2 separate regions of the Salmo salar genome follow, and region 1 is linked to region 2. Evidence: chromatin contacts called from public Hi-C data. All regions are on one chromosome and are shown on one strand. Each heading gives the region's core, a stretch centred on a gene start, on an enhancer-like site or on the middle of the called end of the contact. The rest is flanking DNA. Distances are from core to core; before and after follow the strand shown. Region 1 holds the start of LOC106604766 (lipid droplet-regulating VLDL assembly factor AUP1). Region 2 holds the start of bcorl1 (BCL6 corepressor-like 1).

What was found. Hi-C and Micro-C count contacts between places; a contact is called where the count stands out from the background.
Region 1: a contact with region 2 is called in a Hi-C map of muscle, with 3 times the contacts expected there. The contact joins the promoter of LOC106604766 here to the promoter of bcorl1 in region 2. A contact is called at or near these places in 2 of 3 Hi-C or Micro-C datasets (gill and muscle).

The regions. Positions count from the first base shown.
Region 1 is chrssa05:37,141,237-37,146,699 of Ssal_v3.1, forward strand. It overlaps LOC106604766 (lipid droplet-regulating VLDL assembly factor AUP1), which reads left to right and starts at 2,597. Exons shown (of 12, transcript XM_014199777.2): 1 at 2,597-2,852; 2 at 3,205-3,342; 3 at 4,782-4,932. The coding sequence starts at 2,812.
Region 2 is chrssa05:37,007,828-37,012,534 of Ssal_v3.1, forward strand. It overlaps bcorl1 (BCL6 corepressor-like 1), which reads left to right and starts at 1,870. Exons shown (of 12, transcript XM_014199766.2): 1 at 1,870-2,076.

The sequences.
Region 1 (5,463 bases), core at 1,347-3,846, 130 kb after region 2:
TAGTACACAAGCATTAGGAGGGTTTAACAGAACTTCCCTCACATTAGGCAGCACAAAAGGGCTATAAATGCCACAAAAATCCACCTTCACAACGAGTGTATCCAGATCACCTGATTGACTTAAAACACTAGCAACTAGTTGCAATGCATCCGCCGCCATATCGTCAACACTGTTGCCTCTTGCCCCTTTGACTCTCTTCAGCGCCTCGACCTCATTACATCCTTGACGCCTCGACCTCATTCCCCTTAACTGGCCACTCAAGGAAGTCCGGAGTATGATCCCCACCACAGTTGCAACATTTTCCATTCACAGATTCTTCAATATCATAATTATCTTGTCTGCAAACATTTGACACGACCATATCCTTTACAATTTCCACACTGTAATGGTTTGGACAAAAATGCTCTAACCGCATAACTTACATATCCAAGCTTCACATATTCAGGTAGAGTCTCATCAAACAACAATGATATCCACAAGCTTTTCTCCTTCATTCCATTTACCATACGGGTCAGGCAACATGCACTGACCACTCCTGGGATTTTCTGACATAGGTACTCATCATTTATATCCAATGAGACTCCAGCTATAACTCCTTTGGCAGGTGCCCTGCTCCAAAGATCAATACGTGTTACTTCTGACGTGGACAATTCTGCTAGATTCTTCATCAACACAATTAACCAAAACAAGGCTGCTTCTAGTCCCTTGATTGAATTCACCTTTCCCACTGCTTTCTTCACAGTCCTCGATATTACAAATGGATTTCCCAAAAGAATCTCCTCCAAAAAAAACGCAGCCCAATAAGGCTTTATCGGGCTGGTCCTTGTCTTCTACTACAACTTTTGCTCATTTTGTTGCATTCTTTGATTTCACTATTTTCCATTCATTATCACACACTTCACTAGCCGCCCCTTCGGATTCAAGCACAGGCGCCATTTCCTCCTTCTCCCAACCTGACATTCACTGTCAACTGTGGGACCTTATATAGACAGATGTGTGCCTTTCCAAATCATGTCCAATCAATTGAATTTACCACAGGTGGACTCCAATCAAGTTGTAGAAACATCTCAAGCATGATCAATGGAAACAGGATGTAACTGAGGTCAATTTCGAGTCTCATAGCAAAGGGTCTGAATACTAAGGTATTTCAACAACAACAAAAAAAGTAATACATTTGCTAAAATTAAAAAAAAAACTGTTTTTGCTTTGTCATTATGGGGCATTGTGTGTAGATTGATGAGGGGGAAAAAACGATTTAATCCATTTTAGAATAAGGCTGTAACGTAACAAAATGTGGAAAAAGTCAAGGGGTCTGAATACTTTCCCGAATGCACTGTATAGATTCTACAGACACTAGTGAGTAATCCCAACCCCACTTTTACATCAGCACAAATAATGTTTTTTTTTTCTCTATAAAGCGATATTTAATGTATAATAGTGAACGTTATTGTTTTTTGTTTTTTTTGACGGTATGACTGTATTTTATATTTTTGAATAATAAAAGTTCTAAATTTGCTTTATGAGTAGTGCCTGACCCTAGGGTGGCAACACATATATTCTAAGTGATTTCAATGGGTCGTTCTCCATTCTGATTGTTTTATACTGTTCAATTCAACCCAAAATAATTTTGGGTTTTCCTGAACTCATTTGAAATCATTTCCACACTGCCACATAAGATCTGCACGATATGGGCAAACAATATAGGCCTTATTTTAAACCAAATGTTGCGATTCGATTTAGAGCAAAACACTTGGTTGAACTGTTGGAATCATAAAAATAGAATAATTATTCGAATACAGTGTTTGACATGAAAACAAATGAACATGCCAGGGAGGAGTTATTGTGACAGAGTAGACACCGAATTAGTGGATTTATATTAAGAAGCAAAGCGAAAATATCCTCTTGGTCATCCTAGCCCCGCCCCCTGTCAATCAATATGGTGTCATTTCATGGGGCTCTGAATAATCCGCCCATTACATTGGCCACAATTAGGGCTGGGCGGTATACCTTATTTTACGATATACCAACATACCGTATTTTACGATATACCCGTATTGATGCATGGACATTTTTTTTTTTTTTACATTACCTTCTATAACAGTATTTGAATGTTCGGTTTGTTAAATATAATACGCCGTGTGTAACGTGCATTTTTTTGCTTACTTCGCTACTTGACTAATTTCTCTCCGCTCTCTCTCTCTCCATGCTGCGTTCCACACAGACCTAGCCCCGCCCCCTGTCAGTCAATGAGCGCATTTGTTGTTCCTGGAGCACGAGAGGCTTGCGTTCAATCTCTGCACGGTCAATGCTGCACATGCAACAATGTCTGACCATTCCCTACCCAATTTTTACTGCGGAACCAAGAATAGTTTTTGCTCTATAAATCAATGTGTATACCATCTACAGTGATTCACATTTATTTAACCTTGGAACATGTTTTAAAACACAAATGTAATGCAAATGTCATTTAAATATGAATAATTGTTCATGTTTAGACAGGTATTTTTATATCATGAATAAATACAGGTTATTGACACCTTTCTACTATTACATGGACTTTTATTTGGAAATGTTCCGAAATTCCGTAACCCGGAAGTACTTTTTGTGTTGCTGACGAGACGCTGATCTCTTTCTAGCGTTGAACATGGCGCCCGAGGTAGACTAGCTGGAAACGTTAGCCAGCATCAACATGAGCAAATAAATTGTTACCAGTTTGACCTTTTATCGTTTCGAATTAAATGGTTGATTAGGTAGTATGCAGGAAAGTGACGGGTGTAATTAACTTTCTCAACCTACAGATTAGGTGAAATAATGGAAACTCGAGGAATAGAACAGATGTTTGACTTCCAGCGGTAAGAACAAGAAGTGTTGTTTTCAAGACAAGCTAGCCAGCAGCTAAATGAGTTTATCAGTCCACCGATACCCATGGCAGAGATTTCCAATAGTCTTACTCATAATCGGCTCTGGCTATTAGCTAGCTAAGTCGTCGTCTTCTTGGCGTTCATTTAGCTTGTTAGTTACTGTAAGTAAATTAGCCTACAAGATATCAATACTATTATCCATTAACGGCTAGCTAACAAGTAGCTTGGTCGGTAGCCGTTACATTAGTTTCCTAGCTAGAAGCATATAATCTGTCCCCTTGGACTCAGAATATTCTTCCTGTCAAGGATAACACTGAGCTGTCTCTGTGTTTGTCCCAAACAGGTTGCCAAACGATGGACTGGTCCTTTTGCTGGTGTTGCTTTACTCTCCAGTTGGCCTGTGTTTGATGTTACTACGACTCTTCGTAGGTGCACATGTGTTTTTGGTGAGCTGTGCACTCCCAGACAGTCTTGCTAGAAGGTAAGGGTAGTTTTGCAATTGGTTATCTTATTAAATGTTAGGTTGACTCAGCATAATGACAAAATCATACACAGTGGGGTGACTTCCTGCTTAAAATAAAAACAAATCTGTCAATACTGCCACAATGGTGAAGGGGCATAAAGATGTCAGATTTCAGTTATGTCATTGTTAAACCGCTATCCATAGTGCTTAAACTTTAGGCATTCTGTCTTCTCCCTACAGTTCTGAGCAATTAGCTTCGCCCATGACTGGCTCCTGTGAACTACAATCCCGATGCTGTGTTTAGACACGTCAATAATCAAGGCTATCAAAACATATGGCCCTTATCTTTCATCAGAAGAGAAAGAACCCTTCAAATAAAAAATATACACTTACTGTAGCAGTTTTACACAGATCCATTCAGCTATGGGTGCCTCCATCTGACTAAACTACACTTCCACTACACTTCCAGAGTTACCCTTACACACAGGTGTTTGGAGCACACTAGATAGCTAATTAGCACAGGCCTCTTGTCTTCTGTCTGTTTTTTTGTAAACAAGCACTGTAGCATGGAGATATGGCCGTGTGGGAACATTAACCAAATAGAAGGTGTGTAGTAATTTAACCTTTTTGTTTTTAGAAAAGTATTACTCGCTGATATGAAAGATATGTTCCTTATCTTTCAAAAACACTACCGTCAGCGACGCGTGTTAATGTTTAAAGCAAGCGTCAAGGCTCTTTTAAAAAAAAAAAACAGTCAGGAGATACTAACATCAATAGGCGCTAAAGCAGTTAGTGTCTATGAATGGGGTACACTGTCCACTGAGGATTTAAACGATGGCTTTTTAAATGGTTTTTAAACATGGTTCAATGCACCAATAAATCAGCACAATATACTTTTTCAGTTTTTCAAATTGCCGGCGTCCTGGAGCTAGAATTGGGTTCATGTATACTTTGCTAATGACAACACAAAAAAGAGTAAAGGAAAGAAATGTACAATACAACAAACTTAGAAAACAAGGCATTTGTGGTAAGTACATGGGGCTTTAAAAACGAGCTGGCACACACCCAGAACAATAGTTTGTGTGGAGGTGCTTACTAACGGCGAATAAACTATCAAAATAAAGTCGCACACTCCATGTATTGTCTCCCAGCAATTTAATGGGTATTTACCAAAGATTATACATAAATACCCATTAAATTGCTGGGGGATTATACATGGAGTGTGCGACTTAATTTATTTTGATAGTTTAAGTACATGGTGGGCCACCATCTTTACGCACCTCTGCTATTGGCTTCTCCCAATATGGGTATGCCTCAACCAAAGAAGGGTGCACATTTGAAGGAACCAATTGTGGGAAGTCTTGGCAAATTTGCAGTTTGTCTAGTATTTCTCCATTTTAAAACATATCCTGTTTTGTGTTCACTGGATCAAACTCAAAGAATTCTTCCTGTTCCAGATTCATTGTGAGAATAATGTTCTCAGTCCTTGGTATGCACGTCAGACAGAACAGCCCACGTTTAAGAGACAAAAGCACAAAACTGTACATCTGCAATCACGTGACCCAGTTTGACCACAACATTGTCAATCTTCTGACTTCCTGCAATACGGTGAGTGTTTTGTTGAAGTGAAGCTATTCATCGTGTTGCACTTTGAGCTCCTTGAGTTGTTCTCAATGATTTTATATATACAATAGATGACTGATAGGGGGCACTGTGTTGAAGCCACCGTGCCTCCATCTTGGCACTCCCCCACAATTGTAAAAAATATTCTGGAAGCTATAGAAATGCATTTAATGTCTACATTAGTTTTTGCCACATTTATTATATTACAGACACCTTCATGCATACTTTTACATTATATGATATGAACTAAACATAAAGAAATATATAAAGACATTGTTTAGGTATGACTAAGGTAATTTGCTCCATTTAATTGAAATACTGTAGAATTCCATTCATTCCTAAAGAGGACTGCTCCTACTGGGGAGTGCCAATATGGCAGACCGGTGGCGTCAAAGCTGCTCAATGGCCAATACGTAGCATCAGCAATCCAGGGTTTGTAAACATCATTGGTTGTTCTTGCCCAGCTGAACAAAGAGATCTTTTTTTCAAATGCAGCTGCGTTGACTCAACCTTACG
Region 2 (4,707 bases), core at 620-3,119:
GTACAGCACGTTCGTCGGACCAACTCAAGCTGGTACAGTATGACAAACTGTTATCCATTTCCGTCGCCTGTTTTGTACAAATGAGGAAAGCAGGACACCGTGAGACACACCCTCGTGACCACCACACAGGCTACAGGGTTCTCGTTTATGGGGAGGTAAAACTGGTTGCCTAATGCCTACATTATACTTGACTGGCTTCTTGGATTGCCACTCTAGTCACCCGTATGGAGTGGAAGGTTGAGGTCTATAATCTACCTGTGTGAAGCTAGCCACAATAAGGATTAGTCACAATAGTAGGTAAGGCGCCATAGCCAAGGCTGTACAGTGCATATATGTATGCCCAACCTGGTCTCAGAGCAGTTCGTATTATTCTGTAAATAAATCCGATGCACTCCATTTAGTATGATATGTTACGTTTCGTATGGCATATATTAATTTGTGGTTGTCCATCACCAATTTCGCAATATATGTTACGAATTACAATTCGTATTATATGTTACGAATTTGCAAAACGTACTACATGTTAACAATTTGAAAAACATACAATATGTTACCAATTTGCTAACGTATGATATGTTACGAATTCTAGCTAGATTGCAAACATTAGCTAGCTCGCCAATGTTAGCTAGTCTAGGACTTAGGTTAAATAGTTAGCTAAAAGGGTTAGGGTTAGGGAAAGGGTTAGCTAACATGCTAAGTAGTTGCAAAGTAGCTAAAAAAGTAGTAAGTAGTTGAAAAGTTGCAAATTAGCTAAAATTGTCTGTGAATGAGATTTGAACTCGCAACCTTTGAGTTGCTAGAAGTTCCTGTTAACCATACTCCTTTTGTTTTTGCCTTAAGTAACCATCTATATAAGGTAACTATACCAAACGTAACATATACTAATTGGAGTGTCCTCGGATTTATGTACAGAATAGGTTGCAGCACACCCAATGCAATTATGCAGTTTAATAAATCCACAATGTTTTTGCTGTTTATTGTCAAATTAATAAATTATTGTATTTATTTTTACGTTATATAACAACATATCTTGTTTAGCATTATCTAGTCCAAATATGGCCTTATTCCACTATTTGGATCCGTTTGGATGTTTCAACAGGGGACTTTTATTTTGATGGCGAAATGCAAATCCCTCTATTGTTGCTAATCCTTATTGTGGCTAGCTTCACTCAAGTCTCTAAACCTCAGTAACTAAACGAAGTGTCCTCTTTTCACATCGCATATGTAATAACGCAATTTTGTGAAATTTTAGTGGAAACAGGACAGCAACGTTGAGACACGGATACTGCCGAAGTTATTTGTGTCTTGGGTGTAATTATAGGGCACTAGAATGCGACGTAAATGAAATGTGCATTCTTATTGAATGGCAATAATAACTTTACAGTAATATGAAGATGGACACTCCTGTCCAAACCCTCATGATAACAATGTAAGCTTTTACACAACACGTATTTTATGTCATCATATTGATCATGTGTTATGCGTTGCAGAAGAAAAAAATCCCAAATTAGTGCCACAATTGTTTTATTCTTATAGTTTAGTATCTTTCCTTACATTCATATCATTGTCAGGAAGAAATATCCAGTAGCCAAATAGTATGATGTGCCTATGCTTAATAATTATACCATTCTGTCAGCTATCTAATGATGGTTCATAAACACACACTTGCAGCCATAACATCACTTGGGTCATCAGAGTTTGGCTTTTGTGGTAGACCTATTTCCGTATTGGAAGGGAAGATTCTAATTTCCAAAGATGATTCCAAAAAATGTTCATGTTTTGAATAGGAATTTACAATTATATAAGGACTCGACTACGGTCACCACCTGTTATTCACCTGTAGGCCTCTGTCGGCGCTAGGACCCAGGGTGCGCGATTTTCATCTCCAGCTGCTGCGGTCTGAAAACGGGCGATGAGAGAAGATCGCGAGGAGAAGCCGACATGTCACACTGGAATTATTCTACCACAAAATCACATTCCTGACCCGTAACAGAAGTCACCAAGTCTCAAACAATCACTTGTCGTGGTGTGAAAAGCTCTATTTGCAAGCTTTGAAAGGGCAGTTTGGAGCGCAAGGTAAGGCGGTGCGATACCATGCGATTACTAATAACAAAGGCGTACTGGAGAGCAGGGGGCAATAAGGGGGGCATTGCACAACGGCATGGAGGGCAACAGTCAACTCTCCCAAACTTTTGCTGTGAATAATTGTGTACAGTAAAGTTTGTAAATCCACGTACAGGCCATAACAAACCTGTCTAACGGTATTCAAGGTATGCATTTGGTAATGTAAAGTCTTCAAGTGTGAGGATAAACGTGTCACATGTTTCTTGGGGTGAAATCCTGTCTCAGTCGGCAGTGGCCCACATTATATTTTGCTAAGGCTACTACAACCAAAAAAGGTAGTGAATTCTAGTTTCACTGTATTTCATTATAACAGGAATCTTCTATCTGCCATGAGTTTACACATCGTGGCATCCTCAACCTGCCAACTCAGAGCATCGTCTCCAACTTGTTCTCTGCCTCCATGGTATAGCCTACATCAGGTCCAATCCATTTACGCACATATGAACAAAAGTAATCGTCTTTTTACATAGTTGGTAGTGACATATTTCATGCTTTGCATGATTTACTACATTCTCAACGTAAACATGATGTCAGGTAATGGCAACCGCGAACTCAGACGGGACATGCCATGCTGTAGCTACTACTCTGTAGCAGCAGTATCCCAGGCCTAGGTTGTTTGGACGAGGCGTTCGAATATTCCATAAATCGACCAAATTTACTCTCGGTAGCCTAAGCCCCATTTTGAAAGGGAACGACAATAATTTTGACGAGGCCTCAAACAAAACATTGTGGCTTCATTCACTGTAAACTTGCTGTTTTAAGTGTGATTGTTTTTGATCACCAATCAAATGTGCACTGCAGTGTGCAAATGTATATTCACTGTATTTACGTTTTTTTGAGCCTATGGCTTCAAACGTTCACTGGTAGTGGCAGTGACCAAAACTAGTCGATAGCTGAAGACCGGAGCAGCCGGCCACAACCGGGATTGCTTTCGCTCTGTCGTTGAGGTCTCTGGGTAACCCCGCTCTGACACAATGCAATGTGGAGACAACCTGGTTCCGCTTGTGCTCGATAGGAAGGCACAAAAATCAGTCGTGTTATTCTGTAGCTCGTGTAGTGTGGTGTGTATATTGGTTCTATTTTGATATTTGGCAATATGTCAACGACTAGTCTGTCAGCCGACATGCAACACTCAGTGCTATTCGCGAGTGAATGGTGTTTGGCAATGGGCAAATGATCCTACACTCCAATAGCTAGCTACCTTCCTCGAGATGAAGGCTGCGAAATAGTAGAAAGACGAAGATGTATCCGGTGTGGTGCATCACTGTGCAGCAACAGCCGGGAGACAGGGAAGAAATAGGTCATTGTTAAACAACAAACTTGTTTACTTCCATTATCATTTAGACTACCAGTCATTTAGACGTTTGCTATAACCGGTTGTATATATCACAGTTCTGTCATTCACAAGTCTGTGATATTGTGTTCCATAAGCTACTTAGTTTTTACCTGCGTATGATTTAGGTAAGAATCCTGCGCTGGCCTGATTAAAGGTATCCGAAATTGGGAAAGCCAGATGTGCCAAAGGCTTTTTTCCCCTAGATGTCAACTGTATGAACGCGTGGCCTGCTGAATGTTTTGGCGTACGCTATTGTGTCTATTCTGCATTAAGCAGACACCACAGGCTTCGAGACCTGTCTTTAGGCGGTTTGACCTTGCAAGGTAATATAACTTATAGGTTCTCAGCTCGCATATTATAGCCTCATTATATCGAGTGGCGAAACATTCCAGTGTATTTTTAGGACAAGCCTGTTCAAGTTAACTGTAAGATGTATCCACCTGACACTCGTTGACACTTGCAATCAGTGTTAAATTGGTGGAAAGGCTGATCCTCTAACCTTGGTAATTCACACCAATTTTACCTCAGCATTTACAACTCAATGAAAACAATTCATCAATGCTCCAAAACGTGAAAGATGTGTTGTTAATTGTTAATTACCACCTGTAATGGCGTATATGAGAGGAGTGATTATCAGCATCATATTTCATCATGAAAACTTGTAGGTCACTTCAAATATTGAAATGCTTATCTCTCTGAACTATCAGCCAACAGGACTTGGGCTGATACACTTGTCAAACATCATACAGGACTTATTGTATGCACATATATTGGTCATCATGATAATCACTTAATAAAAAGGCATTCATACGTCACATGGTGCCAATAGTATTTATAGAGATATATATGAGATAAAGGGCGAATTTCTGAACACATAATGCATATTTTTCAAAAATGTATTCATCTCACATTCAGTAGGGGACAGATCGAAATTTACCAGGGGGAAGGGCTGGTGCACTTCCCTTCCCCAACGTTACAAATATTTTCACATGACCTTCCCCTGGTACAGTAAAATAAATTGAACACCCTCCCTCCTCAGAAGTAACTCAAAATAATGTTTAAGACCACAAATAAGAATAACTGTAGCGACCCTTTGTTTATAAATGTGGATATCGACTTTGCCACTTCAGCATGCTTTTGTGGCGTAGTCGATGCCAAGCAGGGCTACGAGCCAGAAGGTTAGGGGTTCGCTGATCACCATAGACGAGCTCACTCTCCCTGCCTGTTTCATTACACTACAATCAGAG